Linked DNA regions of Oryctolagus cuniculus: region 1 is linked to region 2. Evidence: chromatin contacts called from public Micro-C data. All regions are on one chromosome and are shown on one strand. Each heading gives the region's core, a stretch centred on a gene start, on an enhancer-like site or on the middle of the called end of the contact. The rest is flanking DNA. Distances are from core to core; before and after follow the strand shown. Region 1 overlaps AFF1 (ALF transcription elongation factor 1). Region 2 holds the start of AFF1 (ALF transcription elongation factor 1).

The links. Hi-C and Micro-C count contacts between places; a contact is called where the count stands out from the background.
Region 1: a contact with region 2 is called in a Micro-C map of ear pinna, with 3 times the contacts expected there. The contact joins the enhancer-like site here to the promoter of AFF1 in region 2. A contact is called at or near these places in 2 of 6 Hi-C or Micro-C datasets (ear pinna and psoas muscle).

What each region holds. Positions count from the first base shown.
Region 1 is chr8:82,234,192-82,240,672 of mOryCun1.1, forward strand. The region is part of intron 2 of AFF1 (ALF transcription elongation factor 1); the gene reads left to right. Among named protein-coding and RNA genes, the nearest start is that of AFF1, 49 kb to the left of the region's middle. Within about 2 kb of position 4,865, at least 3 of the 8 cell types and tissues checked have an H3K27ac peak or open chromatin away from gene starts, as enhancers often do. A contact at or near this core is called in ear pinna, where this site is marked.
Region 2 is chr8:82,186,915-82,194,080 of mOryCun1.1, forward strand. AFF1 (ALF transcription elongation factor 1) reads left to right here and starts at 1,737. Exons shown (of 21, transcript XM_051820180.2): 1 at 1,737-2,007.

The sequences.
Region 1 (6,481 bases), core at 3,615-6,114, 50 kb after region 2:
GGTCACAGTCAAAACAATGGTGCACTAAAATATATGGTATAAATTACATTCAGGCTATGTGTACAAGGTGTATAGCAAACAAAAAAATTCTGTTTTTAGACTTGATTCCTGTCCCAAGACATCTCATTGTGTATATGTAAATATTCTAAAATCTCACTTATGGTCACAAACATTTTTGTAAAAGGGGGTATTTAACCTGTAGTATCGTTAGGTAAAAAGCTAGTGAGAAAATTTGTAGTGGCATGGTAGTGCGGCTGGTAACACCTGAATCCCATTATTTAATATGAAAATTTTTCTAAGAAAAGAGATAACTGTGGTGCATCCTGGCATGATTCATTGGGCTGTAAATAAACCACATATGAAAATGGTCTTTCCATACAGGAATCTCATCAAGTAAGTATATAGAAAATTTGCTAGGCTGAGCCACATGTTCAAGTAAACTTCCTGGGTGTTATCAGCCAAACCCATATAGCAAGAAGTCTACAGAAAAAAATGAACCATGTTCAACGAATCTCAAGAAAAAAAAAGAATATAAGTTAAAGCTAAGCCCAAGAGACATGAACCCTGTCATACAAAGATTATGTTTGGATATGAAAATGCCAATTACATTTGTAGACTATTGGGGCACTTGTTATCAGAAGACATTTTATTAATATTGAATTAATTCTGTAGTTTGGTAGTATTGACTTTAAAAAAAGAAAAACCATTCATTTTAAGTCTTTAAAACTGGAAAAGTGGCTGGTGCCACGGCTCACTAGGCTAATCCTCCACTTGTGGCGCCGGTACTCTGGGTTCTAGTTCCGGTTGGGGCGCCGGTTCTGTCCCAGTTGCTCCTCTTCCAGTCCAGCTCTCTGCTGTGGCCCAGGAAGGCAGTGGAGGATGGCCCAGGTGCTTGGGCCCTGCACCCGCATGGGTGACCACGAGGAAGCACCTGGCTCCTGGCTTCAGATCGGCGCAGCGCACCTGCCGTGGTGGCCATTTGTGGGGTGAACCAACGGAGGGAAGACCTGTCTCACTGTCTAACTCTGCCTGTCCAAAAAAAAAACAAAACAAAAAAAAACTGGAAAAGCAAGGCCCTTTAATTTCTTACCTAAGAGGATTAAATGTCTTTGCTGCCTGCCGTCTGCTCTGTCAGTTATGTAATAGCCACTGCTTCTTGTTTTTTGTTTTCCCAGAATCTTAGAGTATTATATTGTGCAGGCAATGGTGTTGCTTGTGGATAAGCCTTCATTTTAAACTCCTGTCTCTAGGGGCAGAATCTTCAGGGCTCAGGCTGGGGACTTCACTGACCCTAGGAAGCTGCTCTGTACTCTTTTCCTGGCCATTTGCCCTTTCTGTTCAGGATCTGAACACAGTAATTCTGGGCCTTGATTCAGGGGTCAGCCAGGGTCTTGACAACCAAGAATTTATGGGCTGGGATGAGTCAGACTTGGCAGAGAGCCAGCTCTCTGTGTGGACATTCTCATTCTTCAAGAGGTGATAACTGATTAGTACCCATGTGGCAACCAGAGGCAGTAACCACCATGGAGTAATAATGACTCAGTCCCTCCTTTCTACATAACTTGAGGGAGACAACAGAGCGAGATACTCTGAGAAACCACAGGTACCTATTTAGCCATAGCCAAAGAGCTTTGGTCAGCTGATTGACATCAGAGAGATACAAGGGAAGACTAGGGCAATGGGATTCCTTTGGAGAGCCACAGGACAGAAAGGAACATAACTTCCTGAACCCTGAGGGTCCCCCAAGAACAGTTCAGACTGCCTGCAGAGAGCACCGCCCCTGAGCAACACTGCTAACCACCAGTAGTGAGTGAGGTAGAAAGGAGTCTCTTGCCAACAGTGTTCTGGGTAACTTGTTATTGCTGTCATCAAACTTTTATAAAGAAAGCCTACGGCTTAAGTATTGTATGTAGGCAGTGTGAGGCTGTCCAAATCATGCATTTCCCAGGAACTTGATTGACCTCTGAAAATAAATACATGAGTGTTGAGAAAACTGTTGGGATTAAAAAAAAAATTTGGTTTCTGTACTATTTTATCTTGGTCCCTCAGTTGTGATCCACTTATTTGAGATGGCTACAAATAAGTAACCTACATAGATGGGTTTTCAAAGAGATCATGGAAAATGCATGTTCTGAAAAAAGCTGTGCATGGATTTTGAAAGTTTTTTCCACCTTAAAAATTCTTTCAATTCTGTTTTCCATGATTTTTTTAAATTAAGGTTTATTTATTTAAAAGGCAGAGTTATAGCAAAAGGGAGAGAGAACTTGTATCCACTGATTCACTCCCCAAGTGGTGGCAATGGCCAGGATTGGGTCAGGATGAAGTAGGAGCTGGGAACTCCATTTCGGTCTCCAGGTGGGTGGCAAGGCACAAGCACTTGGGCCTTCTTTGCTGTCTTCCTAGGTGTATTAGCAAGGAGTGGGATGGGCATTGGAGCAGCCAAGACTCAACCCAGTGCCTATATGGGTTGCTGGTGTCACTGGTGGTGGCTGAACCTGTCACGCCATGACGCTAGCCCCAACATCTTTATCTTTACTCACTGGAATATGATAGCTGCTCTGATTCTAGGTATTGACTATTTCAAACCTCAAGTATCCCTAGAGAAAGTCAAGCCAACCAACTATGACAATTCATCACTACTTGCCTTTGGCAGAAGCCTTCTACCTAAGCTCAGAAGTAATGTCAAATTTGCAAGTGCGATGGTAAAACACAACTAGGTATCTGGAAAAATGATTTTCCAAAAGACTTGTAAAGTCAGGATTCCTTAACTGTTTCTGTGAGAGTCTAACAGTAGCTTCTCCAGAGAGACTGCATAGCTGAGTGATTAAGATGATGGACTCTGGAGCCAGAGTGCCACAATCCTATCTCAGTCTCACCACTAACCAGCTGCATGACTTTGAGAAAATTATCCAACTTCTCAGGCCTCATTTTCCTTATCTGTGATGCAAGGATGGTAATACTGTTCTTGGCTTCATGCTTGTGGCGCGAATTAATTGAATATGGGTGAAGCACTTACAATGGGCTCAGGCATATTGTGGGTGCTCAGTAAATTCATTTTACTAACAAAATTATTTCCAAAACCTTATCCGTCGTTGTGCTAGAGCTTTGGTATCTGACTGTTACTAAATGTCTGAAGCATGTGTACTTAGCCAACATACAATGTGTGGGAGAAAGTCATCTTTGTGTGAATTTCCAAGTGAAAGTGAAGGGGCATTTGAAGGCCTGAGGCTAAGCAGCTTTGAGAGGTGATGGTGCCTATGTTTGGCAACTGGGAACTCTGCTTCCAGCTGCCAGTTCTTGCTTAAGCAGATTCTAATTAGATTAGCAAGGGAAGTCCCCTCTGTTCTGAGAACATAGGAAATATTGTGAACCTCAAAAACAATATTGCCAGAGTCAGCACTGTGGAACCTCGGGTTAAGCTGACACCTGTAAAACTTGTGTTCCCTCTGGGCACTGGTTCAGGTGCTGGCTGCTCCACTTGTGGTCCAGCACCCTGCCGATATGCCTGGCAAAGCAGCAGAGGATGGCCCAAGTACTTGGAACCCTATGACCCATGTTAGAGACCTTGATGGGGTTCTGGGCTTCTGGCTTGAGCCTGGTACTGCCCCAACTCTTGTGGCCATTTGGGGAATGGACCAGTGAATGGAAGATGTCTGTGTCACTCCATCTCTCTCTAACTCTGCCTTTCAAATAAATAATGCTAAAAAAAATTGTCATAATATCTGTACTTTCCTTAAGTGACTCCTTAAACATAATGCTTAGAAAGGATTTAAATAGCTCAGTAGCTTACAGATCTTGACCATCAAAATGTTTAACTGGTTATTACTCAACTTTTTAAAAAAAAGATTTATTTGTTTAATTTGAGAGAGTTAGGGTGTGATACAGAGAGATTGTCCATCTGCTGGTTCACTTCCCAGATGGCCACAATGGCCAAGGCTGGGTCAGGCTGGAGCCAAGAGCCAGGAGCTTCATCTGGGTCTCCTACTTGGGTGGCAGGGGCCCAAGCACTTGGTCCATCCTCTCCTGCTTTCCCAGGGCAGTAGCAGGGAGCTGGATGGGAAGTGAAGCAGTCGGGACTTGAACTGACACCCTTGTGGGATGCTGGTGTCTTAGGAGGCAGCTTTACCTGCTGTAGCACTATGCAACCCCTAGATCCATTATATTTTCAAGATATTCACAATTTAAAAATGCAGTAGCCCTTTCTCTGATCTGGTGTTAGAAGACAAGATATTCTTTAAAAAAAAAAAACACTCTTCTATTGAGTTGCTTAGGGTCTTAGATATAATATGTGTGGAATATAATATGTGTTGATTTCATTTAGACCTTTACTGGAGATATACACACACAAAAAGTTCCCATATCTTCCTGTTCTTAAATTCTTCCTCTTATGTGTATTTAAGAAAAAGTTTGGAAGTAAATCGAAAATTTCTCACTCATAGATGACTGCAGCAAATTGTTTTTTAGAGGTCAATGTTTTAGACTAAATATGGGGAGTAATATTGGTCACTTATCTTTGAGAGTTTGTGGAATTCCGGAATGCCATGCAATTTTGTAATTCGGTGCTTCTCAGACTGTAGTGGGCCCATGAGCCACCGAGGAATTTTGTTAAGTGTCTGCTCTGATTCGGAACTCTGGGATGGCATATCTAAGTGCATTTCTAACACACAGCCGGTGTGCAGGGCAGTAGCTGCTCTGCACCCCTCAACGTGACAGCAGGGTTCTGAAGCAGAGGTTTCAAACTCGGCTGTGCACTAAGTCACTTGAAGACATTTTAAAAATACATAGCCCAGCCTCTATGAGTCAGTGGCCTAGGGTGTGGCCTGAGAGTGTCAGGATCTTATTATCTACCCAGGTGATTCTCCTGTGTATCCCAGGCTTTGCAGGGGCTCACCCCTGGCTCAGTCTAAGGGAGTCTAAGCCTGGGGGAGTCCCTGTGTGTGTCTTAAATTATTATTGTTTTGTTTTCCCCTTCTCTTTCAGGGCCCATGTTTTGAAACCATTCCTCTTCTAAACAAACCACATTAAACAAGCATTTGTTTTCTTACTTTTAGACGAATCAAACACTGCCAGTTAGACTTCCTGATCAGCATGTGCTAACTGGTGTTAGCACTGTGAGTTGGCATAAGCTCCAGAAAGGCCCAAAGCAGAGGCCTTCACACACTTTCCATGAGCAAATATGTGGTTTCCTTTGGACTTTTTGAAACGTTAAATAGCACAACGATCTTCCTTGCTTGAATTGTGGACTCAGGTAAGAGTCCATTTGATTGCATAAGGCGAGAACCCCTCAGATGGTACAGGTTTGGGGACAGCTCTCATTGGCGGACTTGCGTGCAAGAGGAAATCTTGCCAGCTGCAACTGTAGCAGAGTTCTTCACAGTTCTCTGTTTCAGTAATTATCTTTTGGCAGCATTATCTTTTGGCTGCCTTTCTGCTCAAACAAGCAAACATTCCCTTAATCCCATCCAGCCTCATGACTTGATATGCATGAAAGCTAGGAGCTTGTGGTAGGTAAAGAGTGAAGGTTACCATATCAGCAAAAGACTTGTGAGAAGAGCTGAGTTTGTTGAGATTTGAATAATGGTGTGTGGTGTCCTGAGCCAGAGAGGAGGGGAAAGGGCATTCAACAAAAGGAAAATATTCTCTTCCAAAGTCAGCAGCAGGAGGGAACTATTGGGCTGCAGGGCGGTGCCGGTAATGTGGCAGGGAGGGGCTGGAGCGAGGCTAGGGGATGATAAGGTTGTAGCATTTGGGCCAGTTTTGGAAGGAAGGGTGTTGGGTGATCCTGTAAGTTTTCTGTCTCTCCTGTAGGCAGCACAGAATGCATCATTTTCCTTTTTTGTTAAGGAAGTAACATCTGATGTGTATTTTAGGAGTTATACATTCCATATTCTGGCAGTAATGTTGAAGACTTAGTGGGGAGAAAGGGTTGGCAAGAGAAACAATCCTCAGTAAGCTGTTGAAAAAAGCCTGATGATGTATGAAGAAGATTCTGAACTAAGAGAGTGGTAGGGGGTCTAGAAATATTGGAAGACTTTATAGTTGTTTTTGATTTCAAAAGGAATGAGAAGCCTCAGCCAGGAAGTGGTATAATGCTGACTCTAAATAGAATTCAGTGAGTTAAGAATGCAGACAATGAATCCTCAATCGGTGGTTTCTAAACTTTGGTATATGGCAGAATCACCGGGATAGTTTAGTAAGTAAAACTCATTTCCAGACTCTACCAACAGAGTTTCTGATTCTGCAGGTGTGGTTTGGGACTTGAAATTTACCAAAGAGTACTGGAAAGGAGCAACAGAGACACAAAAACACATGGGAAGGGACAAGAGAAGACAAATAGCCAGTGGGTAGAACTTAAATTCAGGGGCCAGTGCTGTGTCGTGGTAGGTTAAGCCTCTACCTGCTGTGCCAGCGTCTCATATGGGAGCCGGTTCGAGTCCCAGCTGCTGCATTTCTGATCCAAGTCCTTGCTAATGGCCTGGGA
Region 2 (7,166 bases), core at 487-2,986:
AAACAAACAAGCAAAAAACTCACTGGGATGGCCATCTTGCTTTTTTATTTTTTATGAGAAAATTAATTTTTATTTAAAGCGTTTTAAATGTCACCATTCAGGAAACAAATGCAGAGAAGACATGCATCTCCCTTGTTTCTGTGCACCACGGGAGTCTCATGAAAACAGCTTTGCCTTTGTCCCTGTTGTGGCTTAAGAATATTCATATAAATGGAAGGAACCACCCTCCAAACTCAACCGCATCATCAACAAAACCTGGAACTCCCTCTACTCTTAATACAGGAAAATAAAATGACCAAATTTCTCTGGAGATCATCATTAACTGAGCTGATTACAACTCGAACGCACTGTAAGAGGTAGAGGATGACACCAAAAGAACAGAAACAAGAAAAAGAGCTTCGGAATGAAGAGGTGTAAACCCTCGGAATAAAATAGCACCCTGCTTATCTGAGGGTACCTATAGACAATTTCGTAGAAAAATGGAATCTAAGCTAGCGTGCATTTCCCATGGAGTTCTCTGATGACCACTGGTGTGCATATACATGTATTTTACAATACAATGCATTACTTTTGTTGTTGATTAAAATAGGTGTCAGTCTCTCTTAGGAAGTTTAAAAAATGCCCAGAGACCCGCCCGCCCGTTGGGGGTGACTGCTGTTCTACCCTGCTGAGGAACAACCTCCTAGGTTTTCAAGAGGAGACACCACCAGATTTCATCAGGGACCCCACAATTACTGGAGCTGTTAAAGTAAATTAAAGCAATCTCACCACGGGGGCATGGGGAGTAGCGAGTTTTGGAAAACAGTCCATGGGAAATTAAATCAAGCAACCAAGGGCTGCACTTGGAAATGCACACAAATGCCTATCGGGTAGCTCTGCCGTTTTGTAGGCAATGACATTTTTTTTTTTTTTTTTTATTTCAAAAAGGAAAGAACACGGAGGTCGCCGCGGAGGGACTCATTTTCACACATGCTATGCGTGGACTTTACACATTGCGTTTCAGTGAGGTGACGTTGGTCATCCAAAGACTTGGCACCAATTTTAGACTGTTGGGGGGTCGGGGGCCGCCTCCCGCTCCTGCACTGGGGAGGCGGCTGGCGGTCTAGGCGCTCACGGCGGAGGGAACCCCGCAGCGAGCGCACCAGGCATCCCCCGTCGGCTCTCCCGGGTCTGTTTGCCGTCGGGCGTCCCCGGGGTGGGGCCGGCGGAGCGCAGGAGCCCCGAGGCCCCGGCGGCTCGGGACACCGAGCGCAGCGGTTACTTCTCGGCCCTCGGGTTTCGTTCATTAGGAAACGGGAACGATTGCTCTCTGTGCTAAGACTGTGGTGAAGGCGAAACCGGGCTGCGTGCGAAAGCCCCTCATAAACTGCACTAGGATTCCCCAGATGTTAGTTATTATCGCCTTTAAAGGGCACGGGATCTTGTTTCAATTGTTCATGAGATCGCCAAAAAAAATAAAAAAGGGGCTCCTTGACACTTAGAGTCGGGAACTTGACCCCGAGCTTAATCCGGCGGCAAAGGCGAAGCGTCCTCGAGCCCCCCTCAGCAGCCTGCGGCAGGGTCCCCCTCGCGGCCCGGCGCGGTCGCCGCAGCCTCGGTCCCGCGCAGCCCCCGGCAGCCCCGCGACGCTCCTCGCCTGTGGGGCGGCGCCAGCTTGAGGGCCGGACCGGGCGCAGCGGGCACCGCGGCACGGGCGCGGGCCGGGGCGGGGCCTCCCGCGGGGGCGTGGCCCGGCTCCCGGCGTTCCGGGGCGGCTGGCGCGCCGAGCCTGCGAGCGAGCGAGCGCGGCCCCTGCGCACTCGGCCGCCGCCCGCGCGCGTAGCGGCCGGAGCTGCGCTCTAGCCTCAGCGGCTCCGGAGCCGAGCCCCGCGCGAGCCGCCGCTGGACCCCGGGAAGTCGCGCTCCCCTGCGCGGCCCGGCCGCACTCTTGCCCCTTCCCAGCCGCCTCAGGTCAGGGGAGGGCGGAGCTGACGACGGCGCACCGCCGGGGACTGGACAGTCTGGAAGGTAAGCGGCGCCTTGCGCCCCCCGGCATCGGGGTCCGCCGGGGCCCTGCGCCGTAGCCGGGCTGCTTTTTCTCAGAAGGCCAGGCGGTGCCCCTGGCCGCCGACTTCCCGCACGCTGACTCAAGTCCCTGGCGTTCCCGCTTTTCCTGTGGGAACCTCCCGGGAGGACGGGCCCGGCGGGCGCGGAGCACCCTCCGCCCCCACTTGCGAGTCCGCGGCAGGTAGCGCCTCGGGCGCCTAGGCGCGGGGCCGGCCCCCGGGCAAACCTCCGCCGCGCGCCCCGCGGATGGCCGGGCGAGGTCCCTTGTTGGAACCTGGTCCTCGAGTTGTGTAACCAGAGAGTCCCAGAAGTTTCTGGAGGGCTCAAAGCGGGGTTCCCTCTCCTCTGCGCCGTGCGCCGGTGGAGATCCGTGGCCCCGCTCGCGTCGCGCTCGGTGGGAAAGAGGCGTGCGTCGGCGGAAGGCAGGCTCCAGGGCCGGGATAGAGTTGGGGGGCTCCGGGGCTGTTCGGTTTCTCTTTCCGACGGTGTTTCTCGTCGGGGGTCCGGTTCCAGGCTTCCCGACGATGCGGGCGCGGATTGGCGACCTGGAGGGGGAGAGGACTCAGGTGGCGTGTGTGGCTCCTGGTTTACCTTCAGGGCAGGTAGCTAAGGAAGATGCCAGGGCTCTTTGAGAGTCTCGGTCATGTGAATTTCACCGCCACCACCCCCGCGTTGTTCTGCCGAACCATCCCGGGAAGACCCCCTGGCTTTGGAGGTGGAGTTGTGAGCGAGTCCCACGACCTGCTTGGATCGGGGGTGGGGGGTGGGGCGGGAAGGACCTTGCATCCCTTGGTCGGATCTAGTCTGATTTAAGGACAGGGTGGGGTTATTTTAATCCTGTCGGTGCACGTTGGAGGGACGTGATCTACCACTGAGAGGAATCGGGCACATTTAAAACCTTCAGTGCGAGCGAGCCGTCAGTTAGGGCGAAGACCCAGTGTCCCAGGGACGGTGGCAGGGCGCGCACAGCTCAGCAATGGAGGCGCAGAAACAGGCGGAGGCGGCCGCGACGGGTGCAGGATTATTTGAGCGCTCCGTGGTGCACGGTGAAGGTAGGCGGGGGGCGGGAAACCTTTCAGACCTGCGTGGTGTCCGACTGGGTGGGGATAGAAGGCATGAACAGGAGCGAGACCTTTGGACTCGCGAGTCTGCTGGTCTGAGGCATAGAATACCTAGGCACGGCCCCGTGTCAATGTTTACTTCCTCTGTCTAATGTATTTCCTCCGCTTGCCTTTCATCTGTAGTGGGAAGGATTCCTTGAGTGGATATTCTGGAAATAGACTCTCAGGAGAAAATTCTGGATGGTTCGCCCGCTTTCTTTTAAAGGTGTTGTCTCTTTGCCAGTGTTCGAAGATACATATACAGAAAAGGAATGCAGAGAACTGAGGGGGTGATCACTCCAGGCAGCAGGAGAGAAAGCAGAGAATAGCTAAGTAGTTTTCACTTGAATTCGGCTAGCATTTAGAAATGGGGGTTGGTAGGCGGAATAGGCAGCAGAGATCAAGAGAAATCCCGTCCGTTGGTTCACTCCCCAAATGCCTGCAATGCCAGGAAGCAGGAACCGAAGCCAGGTCTCCCACACAGGTGGCAGGAACCCAGTTGATTGAGCCATCGTCACTTCGTCCCAGGGTCTGCGTTAGCAGAAAGCTGGAGTTCAGCCATTTTCAAGGAGATAGAGGGTTTGGGGACACTTGGGACCACGAGTGAGTTTGGATACTGGGGACTGTTTTCATTTTTCAAGTAAAATTTCCAGGGATGATGAGGCTGCGTGTATGTGTGTAGGGGGTACTTGCAGTTTTGTTGATATGAATCCTTTGCTTTCAACCTGCAAGAAGAAAAGGAACTGTTACGTATTAGGGTTAATGTCTTACTCGTGCACTGTAGCAATTGAATTTCTGGCGTCTTTGGTGTTTGTCATTTGCTTAACTCTTCTACCTAAGAAAAATACAGTTTTGAAGACTCACAGAGTGTTTACTTGGAATGCAGAGGTCACCAAGAGACTGAGAATTTATGGTAAAATAAAGTCCAGGTTAACTTAAACATCACTTTTTCCTCCAAAATGCATGTATTATTTTTGCCACCAGAAGTCACTGTTCCACTATGGGGTAGGAAGACTATATCAGAACGGGCTGTCTCTTCTTTTTCCTATCTGTTTTAACTGAATTTTGCAAATGGCTGGTTGAACTAAAAGTTACTCTTTTATGAACTAAGATGTTTGCTTAATTGGATTTTGGATTAAATTTGGAAGAGACTATTCAATTAAAATAGTCATGAGTTGCATCACTAAAAGGCACCTCTGCAGATCCAGTTTAGCCATGTAATTGCTCATTTGAAGTTACATGTTGCATATTGCCTTGACGCTTGAAAAGATAGGTGAAAAAAATGAGCTAAAAACAGCAAACTTGTTTTCATTATTTTTTGAAAATCAAGTAGAAGGAGTTTCAGGCTTAACTCCTGTAATTTGTAATCTTTCATCAGACATTTGCATAATCTCATATGAAGTTGGTTAAATGATAAAATCCCAGATCTTGAAGTGGTTTTATTATGCTTTCACATTTTAAAAGGTGAAGCAAATTTATATATAAATATTTGGATCATTATAAGACACACACAAAGGGACAGTATACCTTGTGGATATCTTTTTTTAAAGGAAGACAACGTAGCTAGAATTTTTTTTTACTATTGAGGTCCTACTGTGAAAACTGTCCTTGAATTTGAATTCATTTGCTAATTTAAATATCTGTTGCTGTGGATTCACTTGCCAGCGGCCATCTTGGCATGGCCTTTTCATTCCACCACATCTGTGGAAGCTAGAAGCCCAGAATTCCCCTGTTTGAAGGCCCTAGATGATTCAATAATATTTCAGAAGATTGAGAAAATGTGTTGCAGAGGATTATTGGGAACTACATTTATCGCAAATATACAAAATTTAAATTTTGCAGATACCTTTGTTTTTCTCATTGAATTATAAATTCAGCAATGGTTTCTGTTCTCAAATCACATTTCATTGGCAATGTCTTTCTTTTTAATATTTAAATATTTTTTATTTGAAATGCAGAGTAACAGAGAGAGAGATGGCTGCAATGGCCATGGCTTGGCAAGGCTGAAGCCAGGAGCTTCATCCCCATCTCCCACATGGGTATGGGTACTCAAGTACTTGGGCCATCTGCTGTTTTCCCAGGCACATTAGCAGGGAACTGGATCAGAAGTGGAGCAGCAGGGACTCACTCACAGGCTCCATATGGGATACCAGTATTGCAGGCAACAACTTTAATCCATTATACCACAACACCAATTCTGCTATAACTTTGTTTTTAAATTTTTTAAATTTATATTTGAAAGGTAAAGAGACAAAGAGGAAGAAGGAAGGAAGGAGCAAGAGAGCTCTTGTATCTGATGGTTTACTTCTCAAATGCCTGCAAGTGTAATAACTGGGCCAGGCCAAAGCTGGGAGTCTGGAACTCCTGAGTCTCCCATGTGGACGGCAGGGACCCCAGGTACTTGAACCATTACCTGCTGCCTCCCAGAGTACACATTTTTAGGAAACTGGGATTAGAAACAGAACTGAGACTTGAACCCTGGCACTCCATTATGGGATTCTGACATCCCAAATGGGAATCTTTGCTGCACCAAAAGTCTGTTCTTAATAGGCTTTTTTTTTTTTTTTTTACAGTTAGTAGGAACTTGTTTCATTTTACTACCTTGAATCTTAGATTTTACTAAAATAGCTTACTAAACAGATAAACACTGTAATCTGCTTATTAAAATTATAAATATGCAGTTCTTTGTAGCTGCACATCTTTTATTCCTTATTAGCTGTTTGTATGTGCACCTCAGATTTGTTGTAGACTTGACACTGTGAAGCTCCAAGGCCAGTTGGGGTTGTCAATAAGAGTTTCTGTCTTGTGCCTTAGGAGAGAACGCCTTCAATAGTATTCTCCAGGGGAAGAAAATCAGCTGATTTTCTTAAATTATCTGGCCCACTTTACACATGACTAAGGATTTCTTGTTAGGGTGACTTTTCCCTTAAAGAGTCTGAGATTTTTTGTGACAAGCAGAGGCTGAAAGAAGCAATGACATCATCAATATAATACTTTATATTCATCCCTGATACCTCATATGTATTGAGGATCCTCTGTGTGCCAGACAGTGCTTTGGAGAAATTGTGATAACATCATGATTGGGAGAGAGGTGGAGCTTGCATTCACCAAACACTGTTTACCAGTGGCTTCCTCAGGCCATATCATTTAAGCCTAATTGCAACCCTGAAGTTGGAGCTCATTTTCCATTTTAAAATCAGGAAATTGAGCTGAAGGTGAGTGATTTGACTCTGACTCAATGCCTGGTGCCCTTTCTGCTATGGTACACTGTGTTGGCTATGTTGATATGTGGTTTCCTGTTTTTCAAGAATTACAGCTCGACTTTAAAATATAAATAGTGTTCTCTTTGTCTAAGTAATTCTTTCTGATCATTATGGAAATAGGAAAGTATTTACTTTTGCATTCTGGATGTATATGTGTGCCTCCAAAGGAAGATATTATGCAGGCCTGTCTAATACACACATGGTATTTATTTGCATTAGAGATCATTACCTTCCTAAAAATTAATGAAGGACCTTGCAAGCTGATTTTTATTAAAACTATTAAACTATTAGTTATCTCACAAAAGTTCAGTTTATAGACTTTTGAGAGCATATTCATTCTATTTCCTTCAGTTATGGTCATGGTTCTCAGACTTACAGGGTACACCAGAATCCCCTGGAAGGCAGGCTTCCTAAAACACACATGTGCCCTCTGCTCCAAGAGTTTCTGATTCAGTAGGTCTGCGGTAGTGCCCAAAATTTGCATGTGTAACATGTTTGCAGGTGCTATTGATGCCGCTATTTTTGGAACCACACTTTGAGCACCACTGCAGCCTAGTTAAAAGCGGCATTTCAGAGCTGGACAGTGTGGGTTTGAATCTTGTTGGCTGTGCCACCTACTACCTGTCAGACCTTAGGCAAAATACCGAACTTCTTGTCAAGAACTGTGAAAGCAAGATTTTACCCTACTTTAAAGCTGATAGAGTTATCTGTCACAGTTTCATGTACTTCTGGGTGAGAAAGGAATGACTTTATCTTG